Regions from separate parts of the Gossypium hirsutum genome. Here region 1 is linked to region 2. The links are chromatin contacts, called in public Hi-C maps. All regions are on one chromosome and are shown on one strand. The core of a region is the stretch at or near the end of the contact, and the rest is flanking DNA. Distances in the headings are between cores, read along the strand shown.

Evidence for each region. A called contact is a pair of places that touch in the nucleus more often than the background predicts.
Region 1: a contact with region 2 is called in a Hi-C map of leaf, with 2.6 times the contacts expected there. The contact joins the promoter of LOC121227926 here to the promoter of LOC107948718 in region 2. A contact is called at or near these places in 2 of 34 Hi-C or Micro-C datasets (both in leaf).

Annotation. Positions count from the first base shown.
Region 1 is chrA04:8,941,019-8,946,148 of Gossypium_hirsutum_v2.1, forward strand. It overlaps LOC121227926, which reads right to left and starts at 2,082. Exons shown (of 3, transcript XM_041110875.1): 1 at 1,864-2,082; 2 at 1,614-1,735; 3 at 1,037-1,301. The coding sequence starts at 1,889. The coding sequence ends at 1,126.
Region 2 is chrA04:8,754,733-8,759,843 of Gossypium_hirsutum_v2.1, forward strand. It overlaps LOC107948718, which reads right to left and starts at 1,672. Exons shown (of 7, transcript XM_016883349.2): 1 at 1,444-1,672; 2 at 483-672; 3 at 1-314. The coding sequence starts at 575. LOC107948717 (UBP1-associated protein 2C) reads right to left here. Exons shown (of 2, transcript XM_016883346.2): 2 at 2,516-4,819.

The sequences.
Region 1 (5,130 bases), core at 832-3,331, 190 kb after region 2:
TACAAAAATATCCTTTCGTATTTAAAATAAGTTATATTATTTGATGGTACTTTAGTATTTAAAAAAAAAAGCTTATGACGAGTGCTGGGGATAAACCAGTGTAAGCAACAAACAAGAAAAATAATGAAGAATTTGAAAAGATCGAACACACAAATTTTATGTGAAAAAATCCCTCCGAAGAGGATAAAAAACCACGGGCAAAAATAATTTCACTAAATTGGAAAAATCGAAGAGTATAAAGAGGAGATAAAAACTAAACTCCGCAACCCGAAAATAAGAAACCTCTAAACTTAAATACAAAATTCTCTGAAATCTTGTAAAAGTTAATACTTAAATGTGTTATGGGTTAATCTTTCTAGGGTAGTAAGGGGTCTATTTATATGCTAAATTCATAGCTCAATTAATCATAAAATAATCTACACTCATTAGAGTTTGACTAAGACAAATAATCAGAATATGACTGGAAGAAGAAAACCAAGAAATTGCATGGCAAGTCGCCACGTCATGACGTCCCCTATCGCGTTGCCATGACGTCATTTCTTGACATCGCATGGTTCCTCATCACGATGTTGCTCTTTGTTTGTGTCTTAATTTGACCGAAATGCAAGCCATACTCCACAATGAGATTTGAACCCACATCAATACATAAAACCTTAAATTTATGACTTAACCAAAATTTTATTTTAAATTTTTTATACATTATCTCCATAAATTGCATATATTAATAATATTGTTGATTGATATGATATTATAAATTAACTTGACATCAACATAAGAATTGACAACAACATCATGATAAATAATTGTATTCATTTAGTGTTCTTAATTTACTTTATTTTATTTAATTAAGACGAAAGCCCGAAACAATTTTCTAATTGATTTTATCAGTTCACAACTAACTTTCTCCACAGTTTGTTGATTCTGTTCAAGTTTTTCTGATTTTTCCTTTTTTTTCTATTTTATTTTTAAAATTACATTGTAATTGGCCCATTTCGCCCGAGCTCGTTAGAGAAAAACCAACAATTAAAAATAAACAAAAACAAAAACCAATAAAAGTCCATCATCAATGTCCTTTTACAAATTTTTAGGCCCAAATAAAGAACTTATACCAGCCCAGATACAATTTTAACCCAAATTCATAAACCCATATCCTAAACCTAGCTGAAATTCGGAACCCAAAAAGAAGTTTAGCGGTCGAGAGCACCAGAAGCTTCTGGAATATACCAGAGAGTTGGGCTCCAACGAGCGGCTCCTCGCATGGCCTCCTTCGCACGTCTCCCCGCTTCTTCGTACGGCCGAGTCTGCACAAGAATACACCAGAAGAATCACTAACAGAATACAGCAAATAAATGTAATTTTTATTTTTATTTATTCTAAAAATATCTGGCTATAAAAAGCCGTCGATTTCATCTCTGTAATCTTACGCACACAGTACGCACACACACATACAATATACGCATATTGAACATAGAAAATTTCAAAAAGAATTTCTGGAAAGATGACCTTCTTTATCTTTTTTTTTTATTATTTTTCTATTATTTTTATCTATTTTCCTGCTATTATTTTCACCATTCTGCATTTTAAAACAAAGAGGAGGGAAAGGCAAGTCTTACCTTGCAAATCGGCCATTGACCTCTGTTCACTTCGTTGAGATCGAAATTGGAAGGAGTATCCAAAAGTGTCATCCATCAATCCTTGAAACGTCGCCAATGAAATCCCAAATATCTCCGAAATACTGAGATACGGGCGAGGGTCGGATGGTATTAAATGTGTTTGTTTTCATCTTTGGCTTCATTTTTCTTGAATGAATGATATTAGATCTAAGAGTTTTTTTTAAAAAAAAAAGAAAATAAAATAGCTCACCAGATTTCCTTGAGCGGTGCCTTCATCGGTGGAATCTAGTCGCTGCTCGTGTATTGTCGACCACCAAATGAAATGATGGTCCGGCGGTTGCTGGAATGAACCCTAACAATTTGATTTCAGGGCTGTGAATTCAGGTTAAAATGTTGGCTGCGTTTGGAAGAGGAAATAGGGAAAGAAAGGTTTTAAACAACCTATTAATAAAACAGCACCGTTTATAATAAGGAAGGTCCGCGCGTTAACTCGTTTAGTAGGCCGGGTCTGTGCATTTTCATACGAAATGGGAAATTTCAGCGTTAGATCCTTCCCTTCGTGCGAAGCCTTCAATTTCACCCTACTTGCTTACCTTGTTTTTTTAAAAATTTGGCTCTATAATTTGTGCACCTTTTCACTTTGGTCCGCGGTTCAGTGCAGCGTTTTGGGCTCGGGATATTTTCAATTCCAGTCCTCGCACATTTGTGCACATGGCACATTGATCCTATTTTGCAATTATTTTGTTTGTAAATTGTTCTTCTTGTTTCAATTTTGTTTAAATTAAGTTTTTATCTTTTTTTTTTACTGCACATACATTTTCTTTTACATGCTTGATTATTGGTTGTGATATTTTGCGTTGCTTTGATAATTGAATGTTGTTTTAAAAAAACATTATTATAATATTTTCTCGTTTATTCTATCATTTTAATAATTGGTGTATTTTTTGTAATAAAATTCATTTTAGTTTATGTATGCTATTAATTTTATGTATTTCATAATTTCTTTTGAATTTATTCATCTATTTTAATGTTTATATTTTTTTGAGAAATTCATCTATTTTATGTGTCATTTAAGTTGTTATTAAGCATATATTTAGTACTAATATTTAACCTACATGCATTATTAAAGCCATGCTATTTTTATACATATAGTTTTTAATAAATTTGTGTTTAGTTGTGTTTTTTAAATTTATTACATATATAATTTATGATAAAATTAAGTTAATTTTATAATTCATATTTTAATTCAATGTTATTTTGACATACAATTATTTCTAAAATTTCTTCACATGTACATTACCCATATTAAATTATTTTTACTATAGTACGTTATTGATTTCATATAACTTTATGTAAATATTTTTCTATGTATATATATTCCTTTAAAGTTATCTATGTGTATAATATATTTCTTTTTAAGGACCATATTTTAAATTGTACAATTTACTTATTTTTCGTATTTCCATATCTTATTATTTTTGTGCATATATCATCAATGTGTATCATTAATCAAAATTAATTTGTTTCATGTAAAATTATTTTATATATTGCTTATTTCAAAATTCTTTTTACACATATATACATATATTGGAACATATGTTTGATTCAAAAATATCATTAAATTCATGCATTTCGTACATATAGTTTTTTTGTATACATAATTATTTTTTATACGATTTATAGACTAACTTAATTTTATATGCATTATTAATTTCATACTATTTTTTATAAATAATTATTCCTATATCTATTTCTATATATATTTTGTAAATCTATTATGTGTGGTATATTTTATCATGTATTTTTATTATTCTTTCATATTTTATATATTATTTAAGTTATCATGTATATTGTCAATTTGTAAATGAATTTGTGTTTAAAATATTTTGCATATAATTTGGTTCAAACCTATATTCTATAATTTACTTCAATAAATATATACCTTTATTTTTTATGTAAATTTGTCAACTAATATTAGTCATAAATTTGTCAACTAATATATATTGTGCGTTTATTAATTCATCATTACTTTGAAAATGTCTTATACCACTTCAAATTTCCATTTTATTTTGTAAATATTTTGTGAGTTGTTTTATATTGTGCCATATTTATTGTTGAGGTATATCATTTAGTCATTGTTTTATTCATTATATTAATTGTTCTCCATCTATGATTAAGAATCTGGCTACATTTTACTTAGAATAGTTATACATAATTGTTGAATTTATTAATTGTGGTTTATTGTACTATATGTGTGCCTATTATTTCATGTTTATTAATCCTTTTCTATACAAATGTTTCATTATAATAAATTAAGCATTCCATCTATTTTAAAACAAATAAACATGTTTTGAGTTAATTTCCAATTTTCCTTAATTAGTCAAAAATTTTGAAATAAGGCAATATTCAATATTTGGGAATTCGAGAAATCGTGCCCTACTGTGCTAGGTATGATTTTTCGGTGAACTAAATATTTGGATATCCTTTTATAATTTTAATGTATGAGTTTTCGAGGGTCAAGAATCAATCGTATTTTTGAAGGTATAAAGGATCGTGTCCAATCGTGCTGGATATGATGCTGCATATATTTGAAACGAGGGAATTGTGACTGCTAATTTGAACTATTCAAACATTTTAAAAAGAATCATACTTCGAAAAATCTTTTCTTTAAAAACCTTTTGATATAAGGATAGCATCAAATCAATTTGGTACCAATTTTTGGGCGTAATGAGGGTGCTAACCCTTCCTCATGCGTAACCGACTCCCGAACCCATTCTTCATTTTACTTGAACCAAAATTGTTTTAATGGAATAAAACATTTTAGTAGGTGGCCCAATCACACCTAAACAAAGAGATTTGTGGCGACTCCACATTCAGTTTTAAAAAAAGTCTATTCTGATTTTTTTCTTTCAAATAAAAAAATGGTTTCGACATACATTACTATCATTTTTGGAAATTTATATATATATATATTGGTATTCTCCAATCTATTTTACCATCCAATTGCTTTAAAACAATCTTAATAAGCTCAGACATGCAAGCTTACCATTAAATTGAATACTCATACAGAATGATTTAATATTTTTGTTTCCCAAATCATAACTAATTATTATTCATAATTTCTTATTCAGTGTGAGTTTCATTTTTAAGATTTATTAGATGCCACATTCTCATGCCAAACTTTTAGTTTTATTTTATTTCAAGTTTTATAATATTTTAATATGTTTTGTAAATTTGATATTCAATCAATTTTATATTTGAAAAATAATGATGATTTCAACGCAAGGCTTTAGCTAGGAATAGTTCGGAGTACAAAATACATATACTAAAACATGCCATTTTTACAGGTAATTTACCACACATCACCAATGCTCCCAACTCTATCTCCAATGCTTCCATGCTTAAGATTCTAGACTTGAAAGATGACTTATTCTCTGGCCGAATCCCTAAAACGTTTGGCAACTTAAGACACCTCGAAAGGCTCCAAATCACAAAAATAATTTGATCACAGGATCTG
Region 2 (5,111 bases), core at 422-2,921:
TCAGAGCTTGTAATTTTCATAACATCACTAACTAGTGGGGACATTTTGTCCGACTCTGCCCCATCAAAGGCATCAACAGAAGCCGGAATACTTAATTGAACTGAACGGAAAAGTTCATTAGAAGCATGATCAGGCTGTTTTTCAATGGGATCAACTTCAGCAACTTTTGATTCAAAAGAGGTACCAATTGTAGTGCTTCTTTTTAAAGCCACTCCTTTGGCATCATGTTTTAGAGGAAGCATAACATCAGAATAAAATCGCTTCATGCTTTTACCCACACTTTGTGCCTGATTCTCAACATATTTGACAGTGTCCTGCAGATAAAGCCATTTACAACATTATGAAAGAAAGCCAAAGCATATATATTCTCGGTTGCATCAAACACTACTAATCACCATAAGTTCATTCAGCCAACTGATACCACAACATGGCTGAAGATGGGAGGAAGCAATTCCCTCATAATGGGATCAAAGAATTAATACCTGATTCACGATATTATCCATCTCATGGCACAACGTTTCAAACTTCTGGTAAATGCCCCCCACCCAGCCAATACCTTTAAATCTAGAATCCATCACAGAGTGTCAGATTGTTAAAGTCAATGCCACACATACCTCAGTATTAACAACAGGTATATGGCCTTATTCCTGCCCCCCGAGTCTTTAATTTAGCCTGAAAAAAATTGCAGAATTGTAGTGAACACTTAAAAAACTTGATGAAAATAAAAACACCCAGATGAGTGATACCGCCAACATCTAAATCAGGAAAGCATCAATTCAAAGATGCAAATAGATTGAGACATACATTTAATTGTCTTCCCAATTACTATCATATCAATCAAAGTACAGTTATGTGATAATATGCAACTAAACCCATTTTAATTCATCCACTTCACAAATTAACAGCTTGTAGCACTTGAAACCGACAATATCCTCCATGACTAACCATCTCAAAAAATCAAATTTCAAGGAAACTAAGAATTAACATTGCGTTATGCCCCCAGTTTTCACCGATTTAACCATCCATAAATATAATCGCACTAAAAAGAAGAAAAAATAGAAATCTTCTTTTCCCATTATTGCTTTGAAACATTACATAAAAGAAGTATTTTTCGTTTTATTATTTTCCCTGACAATGTATAACACATCACTTCATCACCATCATACATACATACATACATGCATGCATGCAGCATGCACAAAAATAGAAACCACGAAAATCATCTAAAAATTGTGTTTTGCACAATCATCTGCTGTTTTCCATAAATAAAATTCGCTTTACATCAACATATACGAAGGGACATAGATCTTTCCATCACAAAGAGTCCAAATTCATTAAAAGTTAAAACAATTTTAGAAAAACTTATGAGAATTACAAAGACTAAGGAATATAAGAAAAAACCCAGAACAATACAAAGAAGAAAGAGAAGATGGGTTGGCTTACTGGTGGCCGTGGCCGGTGGTGGACGGCGGATACCGTTGATCAACAGAGTTTTATTGAGAGAGGAGAAAGGGGTTTTATGTGGACAAAGCGGAGGGGTTTTTAGTGGTCTTTAATGGGTAAACCACCCCGTTGTTATCATTAAATGGAAAATTATAACTAATTTTATTTTTTATTAAAAAATAAAAAACAATTAATTAATGAAAAATCTATAAGTATATTAATGATTAAGGGAAAGTATGATTTAATTTAATGTGAGAAAACGTGTAATGGATAACCTAAGAAGTTTGATAGAATTGAAGTACAATTTTTATATGGTATATAAAGATAATGCTTTGAGACTAAGGAATGAGGGAAGGAAACAGCTTTGCATTTATAATATCAACTTCATAATCTTAAGGAATTAACCCATGTCACCATCATCACTATCATTTTAATCATACTTATACATTGTGATGAAACAGTAAATAATAAATAATTAATTGTGGGTTTTTATGGATTATGATATATCTCCTTTATTATTTGTTTTTTTTTTAATTTTGGAATTTCGATTGAAAATACTTCATAATCTTTCAACTCTAATTATAAAATTAAAATATACTGAGGTGCAAAATTTTCAATTTATTGACATAAATGTTTATAGTTTTTAGGAGTAAATAAAAACTTCTCATTTTAATTTAAAATTTTGTAATCACTGTTAGTGACTTTCTATTACACCTACATTAGGACAAGAAGATCAAAATGATAAAAAAGGGTATATATATTTTTATATAAAAATTTTCTCGTTAAATTTTCAATTAAACTAAAACCATGGAGACCATCAAAGACTTAGAAAATAGAATAGGGAATAACCACTGCACCCACCAAAAAACTGATTATACTAATACTTGAATAACTTGGAACTAATTTCTTTTTTATGTTTAATATATATTAATTTTATTTTATCAAAACTATTCAGACCGATCACAATTGAAATCCTGAGATATTTCTTAAACCAGTTGCTCTTTGAACTTGTTGGTTACACTTTGAATAAAATCTACTTCACATCTTTCTAATGAAAAGATAAGACCATTTGTTGGATCCTCTGAAACTTCAAATTAAGGACAAAGATATACAAAGAGTGGAGTTAAGGAAATTTCATGACAACTTCCTCCGGTTAGGTATACAAAACTGTACACTCTAATACATCACCAATGAGCCCACCACTTAACCACTTTCTCTCCAGCAATCACAAGGTTAGGTTGCAATATCATCTGGTCTTCGATTGGCTCCTGGGGACTGATGGTTGCTGATGTTTTCTTTTTGTATTGAGAGCGCGCATTACTTGCTTCATTTGAGTGCTTACGGGTGCAGCCTCATCCGGCCTTCCATCTTTATCTTTGAGGTTGGTTTATGCTCAATGTTGTTCCACAGGAAATGGCCAAAAAAAGGGCAGAGAACAAAGAAGATACCAATGCCGGTTAGCATAAAAACAGAGCATCAATTCTCCACTCAACACCATAAAAGGATGTTAGACAATTCAACTCCCCTAGCCAATAGTCAAACAAAGTGAAAATATATGCTCCTGTTTCTTCAAAATGGGGAAAAAATATTCTTGAAAGCAACCTAGATAGATAAATGAGAATATCGAAAGAGGACGACAACATAACTAGGTAAATGGTCAGTTCAAATTGCCTAATTTTTCATCAGATAATGACACCATGGAAAAGAATCCTAATTTCCAATAAAAGCCAAATTTAGCATCTAGGATAAGATATTTAAAGTCAACAGGGTATCCAAATATCATGGTTAAAAGACTTGACACAATTCAGTCTGCAAATTTGGCAAGCAAAAACAAATCACGATCAAATGGTTTCCAACTCCTTAAAACAAAACGCATCATTCATAACATGAACCCCTCTTCAGAGAAACAAGCCAAGATAATTTAAGAGGAGCAGGTATCAAAATCAGCCACCACAAGCATATCAAACAGGGAAATTCTTTCAAAAATTCATCTATAGAGAAATCTTGCATGTTATGCATCCAAGAATATCATCATACATTAATGTGAAAAGTTGCCAACTGAAGCTCGATGGAAAGACTAGGGAAAAGCCTTCTTAGTCTCACTCCATTAGCCAAAAACAGCCATTAGAAACGTATATTTTCTTCTTGGAGAAAGGCATATTTAGATCCATGGAATGAACAACTCCATTCCAACAGGATATTGACCTTGGTTTCAGCAAGTAGACTAAAAAAATTTCATAATGCATAGAATATCATTATTAGCTGCAGGAACCGCCACCACCAGGAAAGATAAAGGGAAACTAAACACTAGCCTTTCAAATGGTTTCCTGCAAAACCTACAAGATACTTAACCGCACAGACAACAGTCCATTACTCCACCGTGCACAAAACAGTAAGTCAACCAACAAAGATGACTGCCAGAGACAGTTGCAGCTCATGGGAGAAAGAGATATATTGTCACCAATAAATTGGTACACAGCATGTGCTCAGTTACAAATCCAACAGAACCCAATGACAACCACAGATTATACAAGCACCACAACATCAAAAACTGGCAGCAGCACATACACTTATAAGTACTTGCTACTTTCACATTTTTAGATTCTTCAGTGAAACAAGAACCCACTCAAAAGGTCCATGTTTTGAGGGTACACTACAAATTTGAACACATTCAGGAAACCAGAATTACCTCTCCTCAATAAAAGGAATATAGGCAAGTATCACAAGAAGGCAACCAAAACTCTTGCAACTAAATAATAAAATGCAAACACAAAAGTCTTGAAGACATCTTAGGGTGGAAACTTTGTCATTTAGATATACTGGGTACATCAAAGTAGTTAAGGAACACAATAAATTACATTAGAAAATGGCTTTGTTTAGCTAAGTGCTAAAAGAAATCATTTATTTAACAACATAGTAACAACTTCCCAGTGTAGGTTCATTACACCCCAAATAATCTATATAGAAAAATAAAGAACTACATTCAACTTGAATATGCGTACAAGATAGAAAAGTCAAAATTATAGCAACATCAACCAACAAAGAAACAAACTTCCAAGTAAGGGAGATGTGGTAGCAACTGTAGATACCGGCAAGAATAGGGGAAAAAACATTAGCTCACTACTTTTATTATTAAAAAACTATACTAATGATTAAAAGGGCCACTGGAACAGAAGTTCCTAACATAGAAAAGCTAGTCTATGTCACAAGTTTTGCTAACCAGCAATCAGAAATAAACATCTTAAAGGTGCAGATCAAGAGAAGTGGCTGTAAGAGCCAAGCAAATACATTCATCAAGCCAGAGTATATATAGTCTTGCATTCACGCAATCACCAGAACCACAAAAAGCATCTGCGCCCAACAAGCTGTCATAAACCTGAATCAAACCCATTGACAACTCAATTCATCATTCCACATCACCAAGCAAAACAAATGTCAAAGCTAATTGAAAAGCAGTGTATAAAGCAAAATTAGTGGAATAGAAACAAACACTGCACTTACTTGAATGGATCAGCTCAAACTTTCTTCAGTTTTCAAACAAACAAAAGATCAAATAGAAGCAAAGCAATTGCAGCCATCATATCCAATCAAATAAATAGAAAATTTTAAACAGCAGCACAAACAATCACGCAATAAAACAGGAAAAAGAAGTCATACAACTCCACAAT